Linked DNA regions of Mus musculus: region 1 is linked to region 2. Evidence: chromatin contacts called from public Hi-C data. All regions are on one chromosome and are shown on one strand. Each heading gives the region's core, a stretch centred on a gene start, on an enhancer-like site or on the middle of the called end of the contact. The rest is flanking DNA. Distances are from core to core; before and after follow the strand shown. Region 1 overlaps Gm32461 (predicted gene, 32461). Region 2 has its middle 160 kb from the start of Gm32461.

Region 1 (5,560 bases), core at 222-2,721, 150 kb after region 2:
AGAACCGAATCTTGCTGTTCTAGTGTGATAGTGGATCCAGGACTTGCTATGGTGGGAGAATTGGATTCTGATGATGCCAAGTAACCTTGGTTTCTGTTGCTTCTGTTATTATGCTTGCTTCCTGCCATCTGACTATCTCTAGTGCTCCCTGCCCTTGTTATATCTGACTGAAGCCTTTCCTTCCTGTAATTCTGGTTGAGTCAGAACTCCTCAGAGTCTAGCTGTGACTGTGATCCTGAGATTCTGGGTGTATCAGAGTTCCTGGGAGTCAAGCTGCCTCTGAGACCCTGAGATCCTGGTGTGACCAAGCTCCTGGGATCCTGGGATGCTGGTATCCTAAGGTCCTGGTCATGATAGGGCACCTGGTAATGGAGCCTCCTCTAGGGCTATGGGACTGGCCTCTACCAAGTTAGTGCCCAAGGTAGACTGGCACAACCAGAAGGAACTTGAGCCACTGGTCGGAAGTCGTTCCTGCATCCCTGGATCCTGCTGGTCCCAATTACTCAGATAACAGATAACTGGAACAGATGTTGTGTTCTACTCCCTTGATATTAACTTTTAAAGCAACATTATACTGAGTCTGTGTGATGGCTATTATTAAAAACTCCTGTGCAGGCTTACATTGAAAAATGGCAAGTGGAATAGAAATAAATACAAAAATGTACATTAAAAAATGAATTAAAAAACCATAATGCTGCAGTCAAAACTTGCTGAAAGAGATATAGAGATTAGTTCCATTAGGAGAGCCTTCCTCTGCTTCACTGTAATATAAAGAAAGGTACCCTCAGGCAAAGACTCACCCAGCTAAACTTCTATCTTATAAAAGAGCCAAAGATATTTTCTGCTCTTAAGAGAGTAACTATGTGATAAAGTGTGTAGAGCATAGCTTACAGAAAGCAGAATAATTAAACACAGAGACTTTTTCCTTCTAGGGAAGGAAATGAGACCTTTATACCCAGAAGGCTGGAGTGGATGTTGTCTAACAACCTGGTGATCTTTTGCTCTTTTATGGAGCCAGCCTTCACCTGAATCCCTCCCAAATCCTGAACATTGTTTAGGCCCTGATCCTGAGCTTTGTTGGGCAATGGAACCCATTATTATAAAAAGAGGTGCCATAAATTTGGCATTCTCGGTCAATAGAACCCATCTTTCTGCTTACTAGAAATTCTTTTTCATTAGGCCCTTCCCTGAACATTGTTCTCTCTGTTAATAAAAACTCAACTCTTATGGTAAATGTCACAATTGTTTTGCTAAAAAGGTGTAGATTGCAAAGGAGATTCACTGTAGTCATACATAAAGTTTGCTATGATAATTTTCAAGTGGAAACTTTTCTCTAAAGTTTTAAACTGTGTTCAAATGTTAAGAAAAATAAACCAGTTGGTCAGACTCCAGAAGTTTTTGACCTAGCGTGGGCTGAAGTCATACTGACCAGAGCTTCATTTCTTAACCTCACCAGGATCATTTTCTCTGCTGGCTGTGTCACTTGCAGGGAACGCTGCAAGAAAGCTGGTGCTAATGTGATTCAAGGGGGTTAGGGTGTACCCCTAGCTGACAGCCAAATTTGGCAGTCCTATTTAAATTATGATAGTTTAATAGACATGAAAGATCTGAGGAAACGGGTTTTTAAATCCTCCTCTGTTGCTTTAGAGAACCACAAACACCATTTATGAAGCTGTGAATGTGAAGCCTAGGGTGCAGTAAAGGTGCCAAGATATAGAAAATGGCAGAACCATGGGATAGAAGCCAAGGAGAACAGGGTACAGGGAATGGTACCAGCCCAAGAGACACATGTTACAGTGTTACAGACAACAAAGCTGTAAAGTAAAGGCCATCTATGCTCTTTGACAAGATTTGGTGTCTTCACTGCTGGGTTTTAAGCTTGATTTGGTTCCGTATTTTCTCATTATGCTCTGATGGTGAAATGAGCCAATTCAAGCCAGGTTAGAATATATTAAATGCAGTTGTTTGGAGGAGTGGCTCTCAGGTAGGTGAGTTCAATGGCCCCAAGGATAAGGCCAGGGATGTCACCATGGGTTGAGAGGAGAAAGAAAGTGTATGCACTCAGCACACTTAGGCAGAGGAGAGAGAGAAAGAGAGAGAGAGAGAGAGAGAGAGAGAAAGAAGAGAAACAGCAGGGTGTCAAAATGTCTGGATGATATAGGGCAGAGCCTCTGTGGGAAGGACACCCCTGCCTCTGGACTGGGAAGTTCAGGATTGGGGGCAGAGTATGCCAAGAAGGGACTGCAGGATGCTGGGAGAACATGGAGGTCAGGTCTGTTTTGGTATGTAAAGTATGCACCTCTGCCCCTTGTTCTGGATTCTGAAACCAAAAGCTGTATTCCTTCCTTTAGGAATAGTGGAGAGAGAGAGAGAGAGAGAGAGAGAGAGAGAGAGAGAGAGAATATATAATAGTATATACTACCATACACGCACACAATGTGCGTGTGTGTGTGTGTGTGTGTGTGTGTTTTGTGCCATTATATGTTGGAAGAATGTAATTTGCTTTTGCATTTTAAAGAATCTTTTAATTAAGAGAGTTCCTTGAGTCTCACAAGAGACGTTGGACTTCAGATTTTTAAATATGAAAGGCTATGAAGACTTTAGCATTTGGACTTTCTTAATCATCATATGGCCTGAAAACTATGAGGTCCGGGTTCATAAAATGTGGTTTGAATGAGAAAGGTCCCCATGGTCTCAGGAATTTGAACAGTTCATCCACAGCAGATGGCACTGTTTAGAGAGCTTTAGGTGATGTAGCACTGCTGTAGGAAGTATGTCCTTGGAGATCATCTTTAAGAACCATGCCTACCAACAATTTTCATGGTTTCTGCTCCATTAGAGACTCTAAGCCTCTGGAATCCTAATCAAAATAAACTCATCATCATGGTATTCTATCACAATAACAGTAAGTAACACTAAGATAACACCCAAGATGAGAAATGACGCAGCTTAATAAAAATCTAAATGAAAAGGAACTTTTACGAGAGATTCCAATGAAATCAGGAGGGTTGTTTGAGAATGTATGAAACAACCCCAGACCTTCAAATCCTGGAAAATCTAGAAAAAATAGGAAAAGTCTTAGAAACATATGACATACAAAAATTGAAACAGGAGGATATAAGTAAAAATGATCACCAATTCTTCAGCTCTTACCTCTAGGTACCTGCCTTGAGTTCCTTCCCTGCCTTTCCTGGATGATGGTTTACAAGCTGTAAGATGACACACACCCTTCTCTCCTAGTTGCTTTTGGGATGGTGTTTTATCACAGCAAAGGAAACTGCTGCAAATGAGACAGGTGGAGAGGAGGAAAGGCATCATCCTTCATGCATTCTTCCATTCCTTCCCTCAAACCTCATCTCTTCCGAAACTCTGTTGTGTCTACCTACAAGACTGAATCAATAAGCTCTACAGTGGCAACAAATGAATAGATCTCAGATTAAGCCACTTAAACAACCCCAGTAGAAGTATTGGAAAGCCATTCTTCATTGTCTGTTGTTTATCAATCACTGCTGCCCTGTTACTCAAACTCTATTAAAGGCTTTGATGCTACATGTGCCTATTATATCACAGCACTATTGGAGATATTGAAATATATTAAAGTTTTAATTTGGCATTACTTAATGTCCCTAATGTCAAAAGAATTTTAAGTAGAAATGTATTAATTTACATATATGTGTATATATACATACATATATATATGTATATATATTTCTATCAAAGGTATTTCTTCAAGTCAACCTGTGTCAGCTAAGTTGTATATGGTTTTCTTAACTTATATACTTCATACGAATTATAATTGTTAAAGAAGATCTGATTATTAGAATTTTACATAGAAAAATAATACAATCCATCATTGTACTCAAAATATTCACCTAATATAAATTTGGGGTTTTATAATGTTAAGTACTGTAAGAATAAAAGGATATTATTAAATAAAATTGTACATAAAAGAAGTTAATACTCTGCTATTCTAAATTTCAATGGTTGTGTGTTATGCAACGATACTTTAATTGATTATATAAAACATTTTCCTGAGAAATTATTACAATAAGATATTTTCTTCAGAAGTGCTTGTTCCTAGATTTTCTAATCTTTTACAAGATAAATATAATAATTTATTCTATAAAGATTCTAGGACAGTTCAGCTCTTACATAACCAAGCCTGAAAAGTAATTATTATTGAATTACTAATAATTATTAATTATTATTAAGAGGATCAAATGTCTTCTGAATTTTCAAAATTCTCTAGGCAGTGCAGTAAATGTGTACTAAGGAAAGACTGGGAAGGTAAGATGTTACTTAATATGTCCGAATAAAAAGAAAATTTGATGTATAACAGCACTCTGTTCTTTGAGAACTGCTCCTAATGCATGTTATGTTCTAGTTGCTAGTTTCCTCTCTCTTTTACTCACACTTGAAAGGTAAAACTGATTAACAATCCATAGGGCATGCTGTTGCGTGTGAGCATGCTTATGGATGCATGAACACACTGGCACAAGTGATGGGTGCTAAAATGTATTTTTAGCTCTTACATCAGTTCTTTCTTTAGTTCTGACTTCAGATATGAAGGTGTAAACAAATAAAAAAATTGATTCACAGCTCTCAGACCAGAATGATATTTATATTTTTTGCATGCTACTACTGCAGTGTCTCTGCACAAAACGCCTTTTTATGCTTACAATATTAAAATGGAGAAAAAGTAACCATACTTTTGTTACCAGCTGCATTAGAAAAAATAAAAACAGAATAATACAACAGTTGCTGAAAACATTTCTGCAAACTTGCCAACACCAAAAACTAGGACTATGTCATGTACGTATTTGAACTTTTTGTTCTCTCACTCACTTCAGGAATGAAACTGTGGCCAAATGTCTCAGAATTGGGCCCTGGAGACTCTCCTCACTCTCTCTTGTCAAAGAAAAATGTGAAAAATGATGGACAATCTTCACATGTTCTTCCAAAACTGACACACTTTAGTTTTGTGCTTAGTGAACCTTAAAATTTGGGATAGAATGAACTTAGGGGTGAGAAAATCTTGGAAAAATTAGTAGAATTCTTCACAACCTTATGAAGTATTTTGTATAAAATGTCCTAATCTTTACTCAGAGAACACCTTTTTTTCAATAATAAGTGCCTAACTCTATGCATAATTGGTATCTCATGATCAAAACACTTGTTATTAGAACATGTAATGAAAGGGTTTCTAGCTTTATTTCTGTTGCTGTGATAAAATAAAATACTCTGACCAACAGCAACTTATAATACAAAGCTGTTTATGTGTCCTACAACTTAGAGGTCACAGGCCTTCAGTCAGGAAAGTTATGGCAGGAACTCAAGAATTTGATTAAGAACCAATGAGGGAGTACTACATGCTGGCTCATCCAATATTACACTCACCTAACTTTCTTATACAACTCAGGACCATCTTCCCAGGGACTGCTGCTGCGCACAAAGAACTGTCTGCATTAGTTCATAATCAAGATAACGTCCTCAGAAAAGTCCACAGGCCAATCTGATCTAGACAATCTTTACATCAAGGCTTTCCTTAGATGACTCCAGC
Region 2 (5,390 bases), core at 927-3,426:
TGAGCTTGGAATCCACCAGGGACCTTACTTCACATTGGTTAAACTTCGAGAGCTTCCTTCATTCAATGTGTTGTGATCATAACTATTTTCCCCCAAATGATTCCCCCTCCCTTTCCACCTTATTTGGCACCTCCTTGTTTACCATCAAGGCCAACTTGATACCCGAAAATTCTTGGATGTTCGGTCTTCCATTGGAGAGTGGTCAATTTGTCAGTGGGTTATACTTATAGAGAAAACTGGCCTAACCTTTCCCAGCAACTAAGAATTACCAATAGATCCTCTGTTGCCTTGAGCCTTTGGAAGAGGTAATGGATATATGTTCTCTTTACAGATGGACATTCTGAATTCTCTTTTCTTCTGTACTTTGACCATTGTGGGTCTCTGTCTTGATTTTCTTCTACTAGAATTAGGAGTTTCTCCATTGTTGATTCAATAATGCCTTAATCTACTATTATAATGATAGGTCATTAATAGTTGTTTTAATACTATATCCGCTACCATAATGTTAGTAGAGTCATGCCTTCTCTCCTTGTATTTTATTAAAATATATTATTTGTTTACAATTTTATTGTAAATTCCACAAATGTATGCAATACATTTTGATCACACAAAATTGTTTTGTTAATACAAAGTTGTTGTGCATAAAACCCAGTATGGCATAAAATCCATCTTCTTATAGTCTTTACTGTATAGTCTTTCTCTCTTACACAATGTTCATTGGGCCTCTGAGTGGGTATAGACATCCCAGTTATGAATAATCCTTTAACCATCATTTATTTTCAGCACTCTGGCCAGTTATGGGTCTTTGCTGCTAATCATTACCCACTGAAAATACATCACCTTATCCAAAGATGATGGCAGCACTAATCTCTGGGAATAAACATAATTATTTAGAATGATATTTGGAGGGGAAAATCATGTCCACTTAGCACAAAAACAACAGCAGTTTTGTTTTGTTTTGTTTTGTTTTTTCTACTATAGACTATAAGCTCTTTAGCTTAGATAGAAATTTCCCCAGCTGCCTTTATAGCATCCTTTGGTACTATGATGGGCTAGCCAAAGAGGAAGAAATTTCCAGCTCAGATCCAGCCTGTGTTCTCTATATCCTATGACAAATGCACGTGATGTCTAGAACAAGAGGGTGTTAGTATGTGTTTCCAGTGATCAGCCACAACAGTAGCCATTGCTGGTATTGTCCTGAGGTTCTCTGGGGCTTCCCCATGCAAAACTTATAAACTTATAGTTTCAATAGTAAACTATGGCTTCAAAACTTTGGACTCAAGAAAAAGCCACAAGAAAACCTGACCCTTGGTAAGCTAATTACAACGTAATATTAAAAAGCAATATACCCTATATGGTTAGATGAATCTGGTATGCAGCACAGCTTAACAAACACTTCCTAACACATAACAAGTGAGTCAAACTTCCTTTTTATCCTTTGAAGTTATGTTCAAAGATCCTCCTTGTCTAGAGTCTCATTTTCTTTCTTCCTGAAGAACTAGCAATCTTTTAGGACTAACCTTACATTTCATTTTGTTTATAAGTTCACATTCCATTGCTAAATTCTGTTTTCTAATCTACTTCCATAACTATGTCATACAGCAGTTTCATCATGATGGAAGCATAATTGAAGCAATTAATATGATTGGCTGAACACCTACAATATGTCAAGAACTCTTCCAAATGACCTATGTCCAGTGCTTCACTGAATTTTCACAATCACTCCATTTTAGTTGTTCACAGTTAACTCAGAGAACTTAAGTGTTATACCAGATTTACTCATTTAGCACATGGCCAACACAATTTTTCATCCAAATGCTTCCTGGGTCCAAATCTTTAAAAATAATTCTAGGACACCTTCATTCTAGTTGTTTGAATTCCGTTTCTTACCATATAATACTACATTTCTATATTTGGAAAACTTTCAGATTGTTTTAACTCCAGAATCTGCATTTTTCATGTTTTTGAAATAGCTTTTTGTAACCTTGAAGATGAGTCTTTTATATTTGCCAAAAGTGTTTGCAAACATCAAATATAACATGAGACAAAGCATTACTGTTCTGCACCTTTAATAGCAACCAGACATTTCCCCAGACTACCTTAAATGTTGAAGTTACAGAACTGGTCATGATTAATGTAATAAGCAGCCAAGATGGTTTACTTTATGATCTCTGCATGACATCTAGTGGTTGGAGTTGGAATATTTACGGAAATGATCTTGTGCCAGAAAGTCCATGTTAGTTGAGAGTCCTCAGTCTCAACATAAAAGGAAGAGTGACACACAGCTCTCTCACTTCTGAAGTCTGGAAAGAGGGAACTCTTGATCATTTATATTTCTCACTCCATGTGTCAGAGCACAGCAATCTGTCTTTGTGTTAAGCAATCGCTGCTCACTGGGGCTTGTGAAACTTTATTTGCCTGTAGTTAGTACTCACTTCTGATGGCTGTGACTCTGGTAATCATTATCACATGCAAAAATGAACAAATCCTTTTGGTTCTGTTTCTTCGACTCTGTGCCACAACAAACCCTCTGTGGCTACAAAGAAGCTTTATATAACCTGCATGCACACAATAACATCACTGGCTTTATTGTTTTAGATTTTTAAAAAAGTGTTATGTACATCTGTTTTGATCTTTCTAAAATGTTATAAACAAGCAATTTCTAGATTTTGAGTCATAAGCATGCCCTTTGTTTTTCATCCTCTGATATAAGATTTGGAAAGAGCTTCCAGTAACTTTGAGTCAGCTTACATGACTGACAATACAAAGTGGCACATGACATGCTTGTGTCCAAGTGATTGGCACACCAGAGCTGGGAGAAGCAGGCAAGGACCTGAAGTCCAACAGTCAAAGACAAGGTCCCAGAGAATGAGTGACTGGAAACAAGCTGTTGCCCTTGAACCTGTGTTCCTACAGAGGGATCTGAGGCTGCCCATCACACCATCTTCTAGTTCCTTCGTCCATAAAACAGAATGTCATTTACCTCAGTTTCATGTGATGAAAACCACCCTAGCATGTGTAAAATTAAGAGTCATTCTAATTAGAAATAGAGAAAGAAGTATTCAGATCAAAAACTGTCCCTGGGTATTCACAAATGGATGCAGGCCAACAGAGAAAATACGTGACAACCAGAGCAGAGAAAATACGTCACAACATGCCGCAGAGAATCTGAAAAGCACTCATAGGTGTTTTCTGTGAAGTCTGGAAATTATCATAAACACTACTTTTTAGAATTTTTCCATCAGAGTTTTTATCTAGAGTTTTGAAAACATTGTTTATGTAATATGTGTGACCTAGTGAATATATATATATATATATATATATATATATATATATATATATATATATATATATGTATATACACACTATCTGTTTGCAGGAGTCTTTGAGGGGAGAGGGGAACCTTGGATCCTCTAGAGTCAGAGTTGGCATAGGTGCTAGGTACCAAATCCAACTGGGTCCTCTGCAGGCGTTTAAGTGCTCATAAGTTCTGAGCCATCTCTCCAGTCCCCTAACTGAGCTTGGAAGTTCATGTGATTTATTATCCTTATTTTCTTTGTGATTGTATGTGGAGCACATGCCTTAACACACACGAAGAGGTCAGAGGACAGCTTGTTGAGTTGGGTCTCTCTTCTTCCCACCCTGTGAGCCCCTGGCATCAAAGTCAAGTTATCAGTCTTGGCAGCAAGAACCATCTCACTATGCCTAAACACCATCTTTTAATGTTCTGTTATTCCTAAATATTCTTTTTTACTGTGACATAAGCAAAATTATGCATTATGTTTCTCAAATTCAGGGTTTTTTTCACTATAAACAAAAACCAACACTATGATAGTACTAGAAACATGTTAACTTTGCAATGGGAAACATATATACAATAATTATTTAGTACTTCAAAGTCTATTGCTAGAGATTATGGTATCAGCAAACATGAAATTCACCTCTGGGATAAAGAGTAAAAGAAGCAATCCCTCTGCAGAGGCTCAAAGAAGACTTTTGTTGAAGAGGTGAGTTTCCCATGCATGGTCTTTGAAGTGGGTTCTTGTTAAATCTAGGGACCTCGTGATGAATGAACTAGAAGAGAGACTGCTGACAGATCAGAATACTACAGTGGTGGTTTTGTCCTTTGGTTTGAGAAAGTTGATGATTATTAAGCTCCCTGCCTAACAGGCTTTGTTCCTAACCCAAGATTCTCCACCCTAAAGAGACAAATAGTAAAGGCATTTGAGGTTGCCACTTAAATAGACTCTCTCCTAGCCTTCCATGTGTGGTGCTTTTTTTTTTTTTTACCCCGATAATGTATATTTTAGTCACTGAAATTACTTATGGGAATGGATCTGGTGTTTCTGCAGGTTTGAACATAAAAGAATAGACAGGCAAACAGATGGAATCACATATGGGTGTTCATGGATCCGATTCAGGAGGGCTCAACTTTTGCCTTCTTGGGATTATTTAGTTTTAAAAGGCAGTCTCTGCCTGCCTCTCTGTTATTTATCAGCATGAGATAGCTGACCGATTTAAGTGCTGATCTTAAGCAAGGTTGGCACGTCCACCCTTGATATTTAACAGACCTGAACTGAACAAAGCACACACAGTTTGACTCATTTTAAATACTTGGTCACTTTTTAACTCCATGTAAACTCTTTGGTTAAACCTTATTTCAAACGGTGAAATAATCATAGCCTTCATGCGCTGTCTGGTTTAGGACAGGTTTTTTTTTTCCCCTGATGGGATGGAGTGATGGCTTTGTGGTTAAGAACTCTGGCTACTCTTCCAGATGACTTCAGTTCAATCCCTAGCACCTACAAGTTAATAAACAACTATCCGTAACTCCAGTCTCAGATGATCCAGTGTCCTCTTCTTGCCTTCAGAGGCACATATGTAGGCTAAACGCACATCACTCACAAATAAATAAATAAATAAATAAATAAATAAATAAATAAAATCTTGAAAAGCATACAGATTACTCTAAGAGTGAAACACATCTGCGATTAATGAATTATCCACTTAGTTGAAATGTGTAATGTAATCTTAAATTTAAGCTAATTATGCAATTATAGAATGTGGACTTGGTCTCTATGCTTCTTGAAAATTTTATCACTTCTTCCTTTCTTTGATTGCTACTTTGTAAAAACTCTTCATTCTCTTCAGTAGCTAGGAAGAGATTTGTAAGCATCCAGTAGCAGCTAACTGCGAGCAATGCCATCAACCTTTGTAGCTTCCTAATCTTTAAAATTAGCTGTCGCTGGGCGGTGGTGGCGCACTCCTTTAATCCCAGCAGTTGGGAGGCAGAGGCAGGTGGATTTCTGAGTTCGAGGCCAGCCTGGTCTACAGAGTGAGTTCCAGGACAGCCAGGGCTACAGAGAAACCCTGTCTCAAAAAAAGAAAAA

What was found. Hi-C and Micro-C count contacts between places; a contact is called where the count stands out from the background.
Region 1: a contact with region 2 is called in a Hi-C map of uterus, with 5 times the contacts expected there. The contact joins two enhancer-like sites. A contact is called at or near these places in 5 of 484 Hi-C or Micro-C datasets (the AML12 cell line, the Patski cell line, nephron progenitors and 2 more) and 1 of 115 datasets of contacts at active chromatin or transcription factors (kidney).

The regions. Positions count from the first base shown.
Region 1 is chr16:86,795,855-86,801,414 of GRCm38.p6, forward strand. Gm32461 (predicted gene, 32461) reads right to left here. Exons shown (of 6, transcript NR_153789.1): 3 at 5,398-5,560; 4 at 3,154-3,280. Among named protein-coding and RNA genes, the nearest start is that of Gm32461, 7.9 kb to the right of the region's middle. Within about 2 kb of position 1,472, at least 6 of the 459 cell types and tissues checked have an H3K27ac peak or open chromatin away from gene starts, as enhancers often do. A contact at or near this core is called in uterus, where this site is marked.
Region 2 is chr16:86,642,840-86,648,229 of GRCm38.p6, forward strand. No RefSeq gene overlaps it. Among named protein-coding and RNA genes, the nearest start is that of Gm32461, 160 kb to the right of the region's middle. Within about 2 kb of position 2,177, at least 52 of the 459 cell types and tissues checked have an H3K27ac peak or open chromatin away from gene starts, as enhancers often do. A contact at or near this core is called in uterus, where this site is marked.